3 separate regions of the Sus scrofa genome follow, and all the other regions are linked to region 1. A link is a contact called in public Hi-C data. All regions are on one chromosome and are shown on one strand. Each heading gives the region's core, a stretch centred on a gene start, on an enhancer-like site or on the middle of the called end of the contact. The rest is flanking DNA. Distances are from core to core; before and after follow the strand shown.

The links. Hi-C and Micro-C count contacts between places; a contact is called where the count stands out from the background.
Region 2: a Hi-C map of liver shows a contact between it and region 1, with 6 times the contacts expected there. The contact joins the promoter of SCNN1D here to the promoter of MIB2 in region 1. A contact is called at or near these places in 2 of 47 Hi-C or Micro-C datasets (heart right ventricle and liver).
Region 3: a contact with region 1 is called in a Hi-C map of liver, with 8 times the contacts expected there. The contact joins the promoter of AURKAIP1 here to the promoter of MIB2 in region 1. A contact is called at or near these places in 1 of 5 promoter capture datasets (fetal skeletal muscle), 4 of 47 Hi-C or Micro-C datasets (heart right ventricle, liver and skeletal muscle) and 1 of 2 datasets of contacts at active chromatin or transcription factors (alveolar macrophages).

Annotation. Positions count from the first base shown.
Region 1 is chr6:63,785,158-63,789,576 of Sscrofa11.1, forward strand. MIB2 (E3 ubiquitin-protein ligase MIB2) reads left to right here and starts at 2,043. Exons shown (of 20, transcript XM_021097467.1): 1 at 2,043-2,646. LOC102160306 reads right to left here. Exons shown (of 5, transcript XM_021097587.1): 3 at 1,938-2,663; 4 at 867-1,044. The coding sequence ends at 867.
Region 2 is chr6:63,565,712-63,570,130 of Sscrofa11.1, forward strand. SCNN1D (amiloride-sensitive sodium channel subunit delta) reads left to right here and starts at 2,460. Exons shown (of 14, transcript XM_021097433.1): 1 at 2,460-3,470. It overlaps UBE2J2 (ubiquitin-conjugating enzyme E2 J2), which reads right to left and starts at 2,369. Exons shown (of 7, transcript XM_003127491.4): 1 at 2,152-2,369.
Region 3 is chr6:63,655,110-63,659,528 of Sscrofa11.1, forward strand. It overlaps AURKAIP1 (aurora kinase A-interacting protein), which reads right to left and starts at 2,459. Exons shown (of 3, transcript XM_021097450.1): 1 at 2,269-2,459; 2 at 1,926-2,015; 3 at 1,011-1,658. The coding sequence starts at 1,977. The coding sequence ends at 1,111. It overlaps LOC110261342 (a long non-coding RNA gene), which reads left to right and starts at 2,566. Exons shown (of 2, transcript XR_002345410.1): 1 at 2,566-3,075. CCNL2 (cyclin-L2) reads right to left here. Exons shown (of 11, transcript XR_002345407.1): 11 at 3,944-4,419.

The DNA of each region.
Region 1 (4,419 bases), core at 793-3,292:
ATCAGGAGTGGCTGTGGCTGTGGCGTAGGCCGGCAGCTGCAGCTTCATATCTCTGTGGCTGACTCCAGGGTCGTCTTTTTTTTTTGTCTTTTGTTTTTTTAGGGCCGCCCCTGTGGCATATGGAGGTTCCCAGGCTGGGGGTCTAATCTGAGCTATAGCTGCTGGCCTACACCACAGCCACAACAATGCGGGATCCAGAGCCACATCTGTGACCCACAGCACAACTCACAGCAACACCAGATCCTTAATGCACTGAGCAAGGCCAGGGATTGAACCCCAAACTTCATGGCTCCTAGTCGGATTTGTTTCCGCTGTGCCAGGATGGGGACTCCATCCAGGCTCTTTCTTTAGTCTTGAAACTGGACAGGCATGGGGCCTTGCAGGCCTGCAGTGTGCAGCCCAACAGTGGTCGGTCCCAGGAACTTCCCCAAGTCGTGGGGCGTGACCATCCTCTTGCACCCCATTTCCCCACAACATTTTTATGTATTTTTAATTTTTTTTTTTTGCTTTTATTTTTAGGGCCGCACCTGTGGCATATGGAAGTTCTGAGGGTAGGCATCAAATTGGAGCTGCAGCTGCCAGCCTACACCACAGCAAGCTGGATCTGAGCCTCATCTGCAACCTACACCACAGCTCAGGGCAATGAGGGATCCTTAACCCACTCAGCGAGGCAGAGATCGACCCGCAACCTCATGGTTCCCACTGCACCATGACGGGAACTCCCTGCAATATTTTTTAAAAGGGAAGAGGAAGGTGGTGGACTTGGATTACAGAAATTTAGCCCACTTAATTCTTGGGGAAGAGTGCTTTTGCCTGCCCGCTTATGTCCTTCACAAGAGTCCTATATTAACAAACCCGCTTCTTACCTATCGCTTCCTCTGGTTGAATTCCCTCCACACCAAGGCATAAGGAAACTGAGCTTCAGTGACTCCTGAGATGAGCTGTATGATTTCAAACACAGTCAGGAAAATGTACCTTTGCGGGATGGGCTGGGAGTGAGGAGTTCTTTTAAGAGTCTGGTTCTCTTTGAGCTCACTGGGAAGCCTATAAAAATGTCTAAAATTAATACATCAAAAACTAGCACTTCCAGGAGTTCTCATTGTGGTTCGTTGGTAACAAACCCAACTAGTATCTATGAGGATGCAGGTTCCACCTCTGGCCTCATTCAGTGGGTTAAGGAGTCAGTGTTGCCACAAGCTGTGGCATAGGTTACAGATGCTGCTCTGATCTGGTGTTGCTATGGCTGTGGCATAGGTAGGCAGTGGCAGCGCCGATTGGACCCCTAGCCTGGGAACTTCTATATGCGAAGGGTGCAGCCCTAAAAAAGAAAAAACCAGCACTTCCAGGAGTTATCTTGTGGCACAGAGGGTTAAGGATCCAGCATTGACACTACAGCGGCTCGGGTCACTGCTGTGGCCCGGGTTCATTCCTTGGCCCAGGAACCTCCATATGCTGCAGGTGCAGCCAAACCACACTCCCTCCCCCACCCCCAGCACTCTCTGCTCTCAGGTTTAGAAAGAGGTTGCTGTCCAGGAAAAGATATTAGGGTTGGAAATATTCGCCTCTGGGCAGACTGGCGTAGGACCAATGTTTTTCCCTAAGTCTTCAGTTCTGCGTCAATTAAAACCATGCACTGGGGTTTGTTTGATCCTTGCCAGGAGGAGTGGATTAAAGATCCCACTGCTGCAGCTGTGGAGTAGGTCGCCGCTGAGGCTCGGTTTCCATTCCTGGCCCAGGAACTTCCATAAGCCACGCGTACGGCCGAGAAAAAAAAAAAAAAAAAATGCACTGGCCTTACTCTTATTTTAAAGTAACTCAAATCAAAAGTGTTGGCTGTGACGTCGACTCATCTCTGAACCCTTCCGTCTCCACGGCTGTGACTAAGATTCATCTCGGAACCAATCATGTCTCCACGGCAACCGAACGCGTTTCCGAACCTGGCTGCGTGCGCCACGTAAGGCCAGCGAGGGCGACGCACTCCCAGTTCAGGCCACGCCCCTTCGCGGCGAGGTCGTGGCCGCCTGGTCCGCGCGTCCGGGCCCGCGCGTGCGCGTCTTCGGTAGCTGGGGAGGCCTGGGGCCGTAGTGTCCGCAGGCCCTCCCGGGCACGGGCGCCACGGTGGTGACAGCCCGGAGAGGCGCCGCAGCCCGCAGTCCGCCCCCTCTCCGACGTGCGCGCGCGCCGGCGGACGTGGTCGCGTCCCCTGTCTGGGGCGGCGCAGAGCCCACCCGAATCCTTCCCGCGGAAGCAAGGATGGAGGCCCCTCAGGCTGTCGGGGCGGGGCTGGGTCCGTAGATCCTGCCCACACGCGCACTACGTCACGGCGCCGCGTAGCCTCCTGGGAGTTGTGGTTCAGGCCTGCCCCCCCCGCCGCTGTCTCGGAGCTGCGGACTACAAGTCCCGGCAGGGCTCGCGGCGGCCCTAGACCCTGAAGCGCCGGGGGCTTCGGGTGGCTTCGGCCGGGGGGCTCGGGCTCGGGCTCGGCGCGGCGTGGCGCGGCGGCCTGGCTGGTGGCGGGTTCTGAGCAGTCGAAGCCCGCCGGCCAGGCGTCACACACACTGAGGTCGAAGCTGGCCGGCTGACAGACTCGGCGCTCCTCAGGCCCCCGGAGCCCCTGCGCGGAGCGGGCGGGACGCAAACTTCCGGGCAAGTGAAGGGGTCGACTGGGGCATTGGGACTGGGGCCATGGTCCGGCAGCGGCGAGGGCGGCTTCTCAAAGAAGGGGGACGAATGACAGGGGCGGGGCGCACCCGAGCGAGTGAGGAAGGGTCAGTTAAGGGTGGGCGACCGGCCTGGCCTGTCCGGCCGCGCCCCCCAGGGTGCAGCGCGGGGCCCTGACGTCTGCAGAGCCGAGTCAATCTTCGGCCCCACTCCCGGCGGCCCCAGACCCCAGGGAGCCCTGCAGGGCCGGAGGCAGCCCCCTGGGGCAGCTCCAGGGAATGGGCACGTATATAACGGGGTACTAATTGCGTCTTGGCCTCTTCCCCCCCCCCCGCCCCGCAGGGTCAGATGGCTTAGGGCTTTCGCTGAAGTTCAGCAGGGCTAGAGGCCCTTCCTCACGTCTCCAGGCATCAGAGCTGTAGCGCACTAGTTTCAAGGCGGGGGTGGGGGGGGAGCGACCGTACAGCCAGACAGGTGAGCTGTTGACGAGCTTGGATTCCTTCTGATGCCATGTCAGAGGGGCTTGGGCTTGTTTTTGAGCGTGTATGTGTGTAAGTAAATAATCCTCTCTCTGAGCTCAGAATCAATTGAAGCAGGCAAAGGTACCAGATAGGCTCCCGGGGGGCACCCGCCAGGCTGGGGATGAGGCAGTCTGGTAGTGGGAGCCCTGGCAAACCTGGCCCTTCCTGGCAGGTCCCCTCCTCTGGCCATTTCCCTCTGGCCTGTTGCTCCAGGTGCAACAAGTATCTGAATGCCATGCTCCCGCCCAGGGTAGGTCCTGTGCGGTGCTTGGGTGCCTGAGGGCTCCCATCTGGGTGGCCAGAATTCAGGTGATGCCCACCCTGTACTTCCTGGGGGTCTCCCTCAGCCGGTGTGCTCATACGGTCCACGTAAGGTCTCAGGGCTTTACTCGCTCTTAATGGGCCAGACTCCCTGGGCACCTGGGATTTTCTCCCCAGCCTTAGCCAGAGCTGCCATGGGACAGGAGCCTGTGATTCACCAGGTTTTGCCAGTTGACTGTGCCACATATGGTGTCGATTTAAACAGCATCATCAGCTCAGCTGGAGGTGCAAGGAGAGAAGTGGCAGCCTTTTGTTGAGAGCAGTCTCAGTTCCATGCAACTTTATTTTGCTCAGTAAAGGCAATTGCCAACTTCCTGGCTCAATATGACGTAATCTCTGCAGCTTTTTAAAGTTTTTTTTCTGATAAAATAGTCAAAATAAGGTCAACCCTTTATTTCTATACTGTCTCAACAAGTGCTTTAGAAATAGTTCTGGGGAGTTCCCGTCATAGCTCGGTGGTAACAAACCCGACTCCTATCCATGACGACATGGGTTTGACTCCTGGCCTCGCTCAGTGGGTTAAGGATCTGGGGTTGCTAGCAGTTGTGGTGTAGGTCGCAGATGTGGCTTGAATCTGGCATTGCTGTGGCTGTGGTGTAGGCTGGCAGCTACAGTTCTGATTCAGCCCCTATCCTGGGAACCTCCATATGCCATGGGTGGGGCTCTAAAGGATGCAAAAAAAGAGAGAGAAATAGTTCTGCTTTTCAGAAGCTAGAAGTTTCTTAAGAAAAACTAGTAGGAGTTCCCTTGTGGTGCAGCAGGTTAAGGATCTGGTGTTCTCACTGTAGCACCTCAGGTCACTGCTGTTGCGTGGGTTTGTTCCCTGGCCCAGGAATTTCCACCTGCCATGGGCACAGCCAAAAAAAAAAAAAAAAAAAAAAAAAAAAAGGAAGAAAGAAAATAAGGAAAAAACTGG
Region 2 (4,419 bases), core at 1,210-3,709, 220 kb before region 1:
TCACGCAGAACCAAGCAGACAAATGTCAACAAGCCCCCGCTGCCGCCAAGTCCTCTGGAGAACAGCCCCAGGGCTCTAGTCCCCAACGCCCAAGGCCCCTGACCTGGCCTGAGCCAAGCCCCTTCTCGTCCCAGCCCAGGCCCTATGGGGACCCACCAGGCCCTTCCTGGCCCAGCTCAAAAGCCTCGTCCTCCAAAGCCTCCCAACTCCCGACTGCAATGCTGCCTGCCACATTCTGTCCCTCACTGGTCTCCCTGCGACCCAGCTGGTGTGCCCACAGCAGGAGCGACAGGTCCGCCTGGGAAGGGGAGGGTCCGCAGAGCACTGACCCAAGCTCCAGCCCAAGGAGCCAAAGGGCCCAGTGGTTCGCCTGGGGCGACATCTAGGAACAAACACGGCCACGATCTGAAAGCAGAACCACCACCCAACCCAGGGTGCCTTCAAAGAACTCTAAGGGGCTGTTTCCTTTAACCGTTCACCCCAAAGTTAACGCCCTGCCACACACACCAGTTCGCTGGGCGATTCGAATACAACTGTGCTTGGCCTGGAGTAAGTGGCCAGGCAGGCTCCTCAGGAAGGTTCGCGGTCCGCCTCCCCGATTCCTAAAACAGACCCGGCCTAGCTGCTCACACGCGGACTTCCCGCTCACTCTTGCTCTCAGGTGCGCAACCTTGAAGATCCTACCTCTCACACACCTCCTCAGTCCGCTAAAAGGGCTTCTAATGACCCTTCTTGTGCCTCATCGCAGCCCCTCCAGGGGACTTCAGGTGTGACCGTTTCTTCCAGTTTTCCCCACCTACAGAAGCCAGAGCACCTCCACGGGACATGAGCTGGGGCTCAAGCTCCCTTCAAGACAAGTCCCCACACAAAGACACAGAAGGTGTAATTCACAGAAGGAAACGGGGTGCAGACACAGAAAAAAAAACATCAGACGAAACAAAACAGAGGCAAACAAAACTTTAGCGCAGAGACGCTGAAGGAGAGCAACCGAAGCCTACGCCCGCAGGTGACAGAGTCCCGTGGGCAGCAAGTGGAAACAGGGCGCCGCCGGCGGCCTAGCATCGCTCCCGCCCGGGGTCCGAGCACTCAGTGATGCTGTGACAGAGACCTTGGCCTGACCGACGGACGGGCACGCGACACACCCGTGCCCAGGACTTTCCCTTCCCCACCGGGACTGTTTCACAGCCAGATGGAGGCTGGGGGCTGAGGGAGGATTACTGACTCCAAGTTGTAGGCACAGGGTCCAACTGTGCCTGCAGACACACTGGACTTTTCAATTAAGCAGGACTCTCAAGTTCCCTTCTGCCAAAACTAGATCCAAGCACCGAAGGTCACTCAGCTGGAAAGAACAGGGCCCAGAGCCACCGCGCGGAGGGTTCTTACCCACTGACCACCTCCCCTCCCACCAGGAGCAGGCTCTCCTCTCCTTAACTGTTTGGCGCCTGGGGGTGGGGAGCGGGGGCAGGCGCGACAAGGGGTTGGGAATGGATTTCAACTGGACACACGTCAGCTAAGTGTTACTAGCAGGACAGGGGACCAGAAGCTTACACTGGCCAGAGCTCTCGAGACCGTGCTGGCAACGGGCAGCTAAGGAGAGCAGGCGGGCATAGGGGAAGAACCTGCCCGGGGCCCACACTAGCCGGCCGGCAACAGAGCCCCCCGACTGCGGCGTCCCACTCCGGCCGCCTGGCTTTTCAATTGGTTACCGTTCCAAGGGGAATAAGCAGGCTCGCGCCTTCCTGCTGGGACTCAAAAAGCTGCTCAGGTGTGAAGTGTCGACGGCCTCAACAGCAACCAGCCCTCGTCAACGCGGACTCCCAGGACATGTTTACAAAGCAAGCCCTACGCCGGCTCGTCCCGGCGGCGCCCGCAAGTGTGCCACTGGCAGGAGGCCTTTCCGTGGGACACCAGCCGTGGGACCACCAGAATCCCCAAGCTGGCAGGAGGACGACCCGGCCCGGAGCCCCGGGCGCCCCACCGTAACCGACCTAGCGTTCCGCGCATGGAAGCTCCAGGCCGGGCCCCGCGAGCACAGACGGAGCGGGGTCGGGCTGTGCGGAGACCCCGTGCCCGCCGCCCGCCACCCTGGCCGGCTCCAGCGGGGCGGACTCGCGGCCGAGGCTCCGGCGCAGGCCCGCGGCGCGCGCTCACCTCTCCCCGTCGCCGCGCGTGGGCCGCCGCCGCGCTCAGGCTCGCCGTGGTCGAGGCCGGAGCAGGGAGCGGGAGAGCGGGGCCCGTGCCGCAGAGCCGCACCGCGCCGGGACTGGGCCCACCCGACCGCCGCCGCCGCCGCCGCCGCCGCCGCCGCCGCCGCCGCCGCCGCCGCCGCCTTAGCTTCCAAGATGGCCACTAGCGGGGCGGGACCATAATCGCTTCCGGTTCCGGGGCGCGGTTTGCCGGGGCGGCCGCTCTAGGCGGTTGGGCGGAAGTAGCCGGCCTCTCGCTGCCGCCTCCCGCCCGGGGAGGTGGAAGCAGTCGACGCGTGCGCACTGGTGGGCAGCCCCGCGGGGCGGGGCCCGAACGCCGGGCGGGTCCGGTCTGTTGGCCGCAGATCGCCGGTTCGTCCCTGGGCCACTGCGGCCCCGGGGAGAATCAGCGGCCGCAGAGCCCCGTACCTTCCACCCCGCATGTTCCCCCCTTACGACCCCCGGCCTTCTACGGGAAGACAGGCCCTGTTAAAGGGTGACCCCCCGCCTCGCGGTGCCAGCGTGAGCCCCGCCAGAGTTCCCCCGGGACCCCGACCCTCCCAAAGGCCCCCTGCCAAAGGATCGTGCCCACTTAACAGGAGAGCACGGGAGGCACCCTGCGTCGCTGGGCCCCCGTGACTGAACCCCCGGGGGCCCTGAGAATCAAATCCTGGGTGGCCTTGTGTGGCCACAGTGACCGGGAGCCCCACCAGAACCTGTGCCAGGTGGGGTCCTCTGCTCACGGGGAGAACTGTCCTCGTAAAAATAGTTGCACTGTTTCCCAACTGAATTTTCCACACGGCCCATGAATAGGGTCATTATGCACCAGTGGACACTGCACTGAGACTAACTCTCCGCTCCCACGGTCCCCTCCCTGGCCCTGGGGGAGGGGAGGCAGAGCAGGGAGGTGGGGCGGCCCCGGGAGGCCCAGGGAGCCCAGGCCAAAGTTCCCCGGACAGCGTCAACATAGAGAGAGCCCTCCTGCAGGGCCTGGAGCTGCTCATCTGCCTCCAAGAGTATTTGCAGGCACCTGAAGGTGGCAGGCAGGTGGGGGCCTGGACCGAGGGAGGGCTGGTCAGTGGGCAGGCCAGCACACTACCCCTGCCCTTCCTGTGAGTGGGGCTCGGATGCTCCCGCACAGGCTGCTACGCTGTCAGGCTGGTCCTCGGTCGCGACAGATCTGGAAGACCGTGGCTGGGCGGAGCTCGTGGCTCTGGGCAGGAGAGCAGAGACCTGCAAGTTCTCACCCTTGACCACGGCCCGGACTGCCTCTCAGGCAATGAGGTAACCGACCACATTCCTAGCACCAGTGGATGCAGCCACGGGGAGCAGCCACGCTCACCTCAAGTCTGCCCACCCAGGCACCCTCAGGTGGGATCTGAACGGCCACCGCAGAGCTGGCCCCAGGCCCTGGGCGGATCCCGGAAGGGGTGCCCATGGTCCGGCCGTCCAGGACCAGGCGAGTCCGCCCGTGGGAATCTGGCCTTCCCCCGCCTCCTCCAGGCCCTGCTATCCCCACGCCACCGGATGGCCCCGCTGCTTTTAGCTCTTGGAAAGTTATGTGGAGGAGGCCGCCCTGAGGCATCAGGGTGTTGGAGCACAGGTGTGAGGGAGATGCAGACCGGCCCCAAACCCCACACATGCCACATCACACACTCTCCCCACCCCAGCTGGCCGGTACCTGCAGACGCCGCCTCTGTGGTGACCAGAGTCCCTGCCTGACCCTGCAGTCAGCACCTGGGCGATGGGGGAGGCTCTGCCACGGCACCCAGGAGACTCCTCACCCATCTGCGGACAGGAACTCCAGATGGACCAGCCCCAGGTGGCCTCTGCCATGCCCCCTGGGTGTCCAGAACACGTACAGAGCCCATGGGCTCAGACTTCAGGTCTCTTGCACCAGAATGTCCCTAGAGCCAACTCCAAGTTGTCCCACAAGTGAACGAGCAGAGCCCGAGGGTCCTGTGACACGCCAGGCACCCACAGTCTGCAGGGCAGCCCTGGCCTGGAAGGTGCCCCTCAGCCCAGCCCTGGTGAAGGCCACCACCGCTTTAAGGCCAGTGGGGCTGCGTGCAGCCGGCTGGGGCCAGCCGTCCTGCAGAGAGAGTGGGGGCCCAGGGCCTTCTGCCTGTCCCTTCTCTAATCCTTTCAACTTGCAGCCATTAAGGAGTGGCCACACGGGCCCACGTTGTGCCAGAAGCTGGGGACGCTCTGTCCTAACCCAGCCTTGCCCACC
Region 3 (4,419 bases), core at 1,209-3,708, 130 kb before region 1:
GAGGGGAGGGCTGCAGAGTCCACATAAAACCTCGAACTGCCTCCTGAGGTCGCCGGCAGGGTCAAGGCATCCAAACCACAGGCAGGATGAGGGCTGCACACATGAGCCAGGGCCAGGAGAGGGTGCCAGGGCCAGGCCCACAGGGCAGGGGACAGGGACCAAGGAAACAGAGCCTGGCAGGGCCTGGCGGAACCACGGGGCACCCACACCCTGGAAGGGCCAGGCTTCTCCAGCTCCGAGAGCGGCAGCCCCTCCTCAGCCGGTCCACCCCTGCCCCGGCCAGAGCAGGCCCTCCCTGCCCAAGGAGCCCCTCGCCGGCCCCACGCAGGGCCCAACAAGCGGCAGAAGCCAGGAGCCCACAGGACACCGTCCATCGCCACCGCCGAGGACAAGGCCGCCCTTCCTGCCTGCCCAGCGAGACCCCCCCTGACCGCACGGGGTCCACATACATGAGGGTTTTTCACTGAACAGGGCCTATGATACCACGCAATCTGCAGCTGGTTGAAGCCAGACCCACGGACGTGAAAGGCCAACTGTAAATCATACTCAGGTCTTCAACTGCTGGAAGGCTAACTGTACACCCTCGTCACGTCAACACCTCGGCCTGGGCATTCCAGGCCCCAGGCAGGTCCCTTGGCACATTCGCCATTGGTGTGCTCATTGAGAGTCTGCCCTGGAGTCCCTGCGCGGTGCAACAGGATCGGCAACATCTCTGCAGCACCAGGGCACAGGTTCAATCCCCGACCCTGCACGGTGGCTTAAAGAATCCAGAGACTCTATATAATGTAGGGCAGCTGAGAAAAGAGAGAGAGAGAAAAAAAAAAGGCCTGCCCTGAGGGCAGAATGGGACTCTTCAAAGCTGTTCCCACTCGTGCATGCCTGGCCCCAGGACAAGGGCCAGCTTGAGGAAGGGATGGCCAATCTGCCTGCCGAGGGTCCTTGTTCCTTCTGTAATATCAAAGGCTGGCACCAACCTCAAACCCCAAGCAGCTCGCCCAAGCAGACAGGGGTCCAGGCCAGCAGACAGCAGAGTGTGCTGGTTCTTTATTACAATGGGTGGTGGGCAGTAACGGGGGGGGGGGGGGGGGGCCGCCATGCGCACCTCCAGACTCATTGGTTCTTCAGATAGATCTTGGGGGTCTGCCAGCCTGCAGGGGCTTCCTTCAAGCCTGCCTTCTGCCAGATGCGCTTCAAGTCTCTCTCAAACTTGACCTGCTTCTGTCTCAGGCGCCCTTCCCTGACTTTCCGCCGCAGGAACCGGGTTCTCTTGACCAGCTTGCGGTACTTGTGGTGATTCATCTTCCGCCGGCGGATCTTCAGGATGTTTTTGCACTGCATCTGGGGTGTGTCCCGAACCTCCTTATCCCCCTGCTTGACCCCTTCCCCCACCTGGCTAGGCGGACATTGATAGAGCTGAGCTGGAGACACAGTCCCTGGGGTCCCAGCGCCCAGTCTGGGCAGGAGGTAGCGAATGGTCAGCCAGCTCTCCAGCGGGCTGATGGACATCTTCCTGGGGACCAGCATCTCCTCAAGCTCTGGGTGGACGTGCTTGCCAGGAAGAGAGGCAATCCCACTGGGGCCTGGGGGCTGCGTGCTGTAGCGAGGCCTGCAGGCGTGCCTGCCCAGTACCTCTGAGACGCGCGGGGACCCACTGCGGCCTGCAATAAACAAGCCGACACAGTTACCACTCCTATGCACGGCCAGCGGGCCTGGGGCGCAGAACCTCCACGGCAGACTGGCCTGAACCCCTGCCTACTACATTCTCAGGCCCAAACTATGACACTTGGAAGCTTAAGGGGCTGTTTGTGCAGCCAGGCCCCCGGCTCCAGGGGGTGAGATACAGCAGCGGGGCGCAGCGGAGCTGCTAGTCCCACATCCAACCCCAGGTGCGTATCCAGCCCGTCCGCCCCCGTGGGGCCTCTTACCTGCCCCGGGAACAGCCCTGAGCAGCTGGGAAGTCAAGCGCACCAGGAACATGGTTTGAGTGTGGCGGCGGGCCCGGGTGCTCAGCAGAGCTGGAACACAGGTGGGAGCCGAGGTCACTCCGAGGACTGCGGTCACGCCCCGCCTCCCCTCCCGTCGCTCTCACCACCCCCTCCCGCAACGGGAACGTTACTTCGAGTACGACTCCCTCAAAACCTCCGCCTCCGCCGTTCCCCAGCTGCGCGACTCCGGGCAGGTACCGACCCTCCCTGAGCCTCAGCTTCACCCCGAAGCGCCCACCGCACGAGTGGGATCGACGCTCGGGCTCCAGGTCCCGAGCCCTACCCGGCCACGGCCGCCTTCGCTGTCCCTGGAGCGCGAGCTCTGCGGCCGCACGCCGAGCCTCCCCAGACGCCGCCGAGAGACGCAGCGGACCATTCCGCCGCCGCGCTCAAGCACTTCCGGTCCTTCCCTAAACCGACCCCCAGCCCGCGTGCGGCCGCCCGCCAGTTCCTACGCCCAGCGCCCCCTAGCGCATCACGGCTCCCTGCTCCTTGTCTGCGCAGACCCAGACGGGCCCCCAAATCGACGGCTTCCGGCCGGAGGAACCGCCCCCCCACCCCCGCGCGCCCCGCTCCCAGATCGCCAGTTCCGCCTGTGTCCAGCAAAGGCTAGAAAACTACATTTCCCACAATCCCAAACGATGCCGTCTGCACCTGAGTGGCCCGAACTCCCTTCCCTCCACGACTGGCCAAGGGCCAGTTGGTCCAGGCGGCCGGAAGTGGCGTTTCGGAGCTGCGACAGGGATGTTGTCCCGGCCACGGAAATAGAGTTCGCGGGACGACAGAAGTGGCGGGAGCTACTGCGCCCGCTGGAGCGGGAGGCTAAGGATCAGGAGCCGCTGAGGTTGCGGGCGTGGCCCCTACCCCCGAGCCCTCCTCGCGAGGATGGGAGGGAAGGTGGCCGACACGTGGTGCCTGCGCGCCCGGGCTCCTGCAGCCCGAAAGCCAATAGTGCGGCGCCGGGGCGCCGTAAGATCTCGGGGGTCTTGGGACCCGCCGCCCCCTCCATTTGGCTTTCAGATTCCTCGCTCTGCCGGTCTGGATAAGCGAAGGAGGCCCCGCGTCTAACGCAGGATAGAAAGCGGGATAGGTGGGTTTTTGTTTCCTTTAGAGCAAGCAAACTCCCATCCTGTGCCTAAGATTTTGTTCGAAAACCAAAAGCAGTCTCCCTGGAGCTTGCGGTTCGGCTAGAACTCAGCGTTGCTCCTCAAGAGTAGGGGACCAGAAGGGCTTCACCTGTCTAGTCCCGAAAGGCTCTGTTGTCCTCACTGAAGTTGGCTAGCGTGGACAGGATCCCCAGAATGACCTGCAGGGACGCCTGGTAGGGAAGGGATGTAGGGAGAGCCCCACTGGCTCTGCTCAGAGGCTTGTCCTGTAGGAGGGCCTTCCAGTGAGTCTTAGCAGGAAGTGGCCAGGCCTGGCCACCCCCAGGCTCCAACCTGGCTAAGCAGGGAGTGGAGGGCAGGCCAGTGGGAGGGCAGAAGCTGCAGCCTCCAGGCCCAGCGCTATAGCCGAGTCACGTGATGACCCTGCTCTTCAGTGGCAGGGGCTGCTTCTGGGTCCCACCTGTGGGAATGCCCCTCTCACTCCAGCCGCCCGGCCTCCCCAGTCTTTTACTTACGTTTGGTCTTAAGAGTGAGCCACCTGGATTGTGGGTGCTGACCCCGTCGCTTTGACACCTCCTTGGCTTTTTAACACTGGGCACCTTCCCCCAGGCTCACTGGCCCTAGTGTGGCCTGGAGAGAATTCACCCAGGTCCTGTGACAGGCCCCTGACAGCCCCTGATCCACACCAGGAGCCTTGCTCCCAGCTGCCGCCAGCCTGACACACAGCCTGGTGGGTCGCAAACGAGCTCCCTCCGGTGTAAGGGGACCCAGGACCATTGTGTCCTTTACACGCTCCCTTTACCCAAGGACAGGAGCCCTGACAAGGCTCCACAGAAGAGCAGGCGCATGGCATGCAGTACAAAATCCAACGCTTTAATGAGCTCGAGATGGCAGCGCAGACAAAGCACTAGAACGGATGCTGCGGGCTGAGCCCGGTATCCAGCAAGCAGGAGGACACACCACAAATTCTCTAAAGTTCCAAATGTCCTGAGTAGAGAGAACTGTGTTTATTTAACCACATAAAATGCATATATACGAAATGCCTCAGTATTGGAGCTGGTGGCCTGCACTCAGCGTCGCAGATAAAAATATAGGACTTTCAACACAGATCGAAATACCTTCACATTTAAAAAATCAGAATCCTCTACATGTTTTAAGCTGACAGAATTCAAGTTCTGAGTTTTCCGATACGGCTGTAACGTGTACGAAACACGTTTATTTACAACATGGGCAGGGAGTGAGGGGCTGTTAAGGCCATTTTCTCATGTCAAACACTGCAAGATACGTACATAAGTACAACCTAATATAGGCAAAGGTTCAAAGAGTCA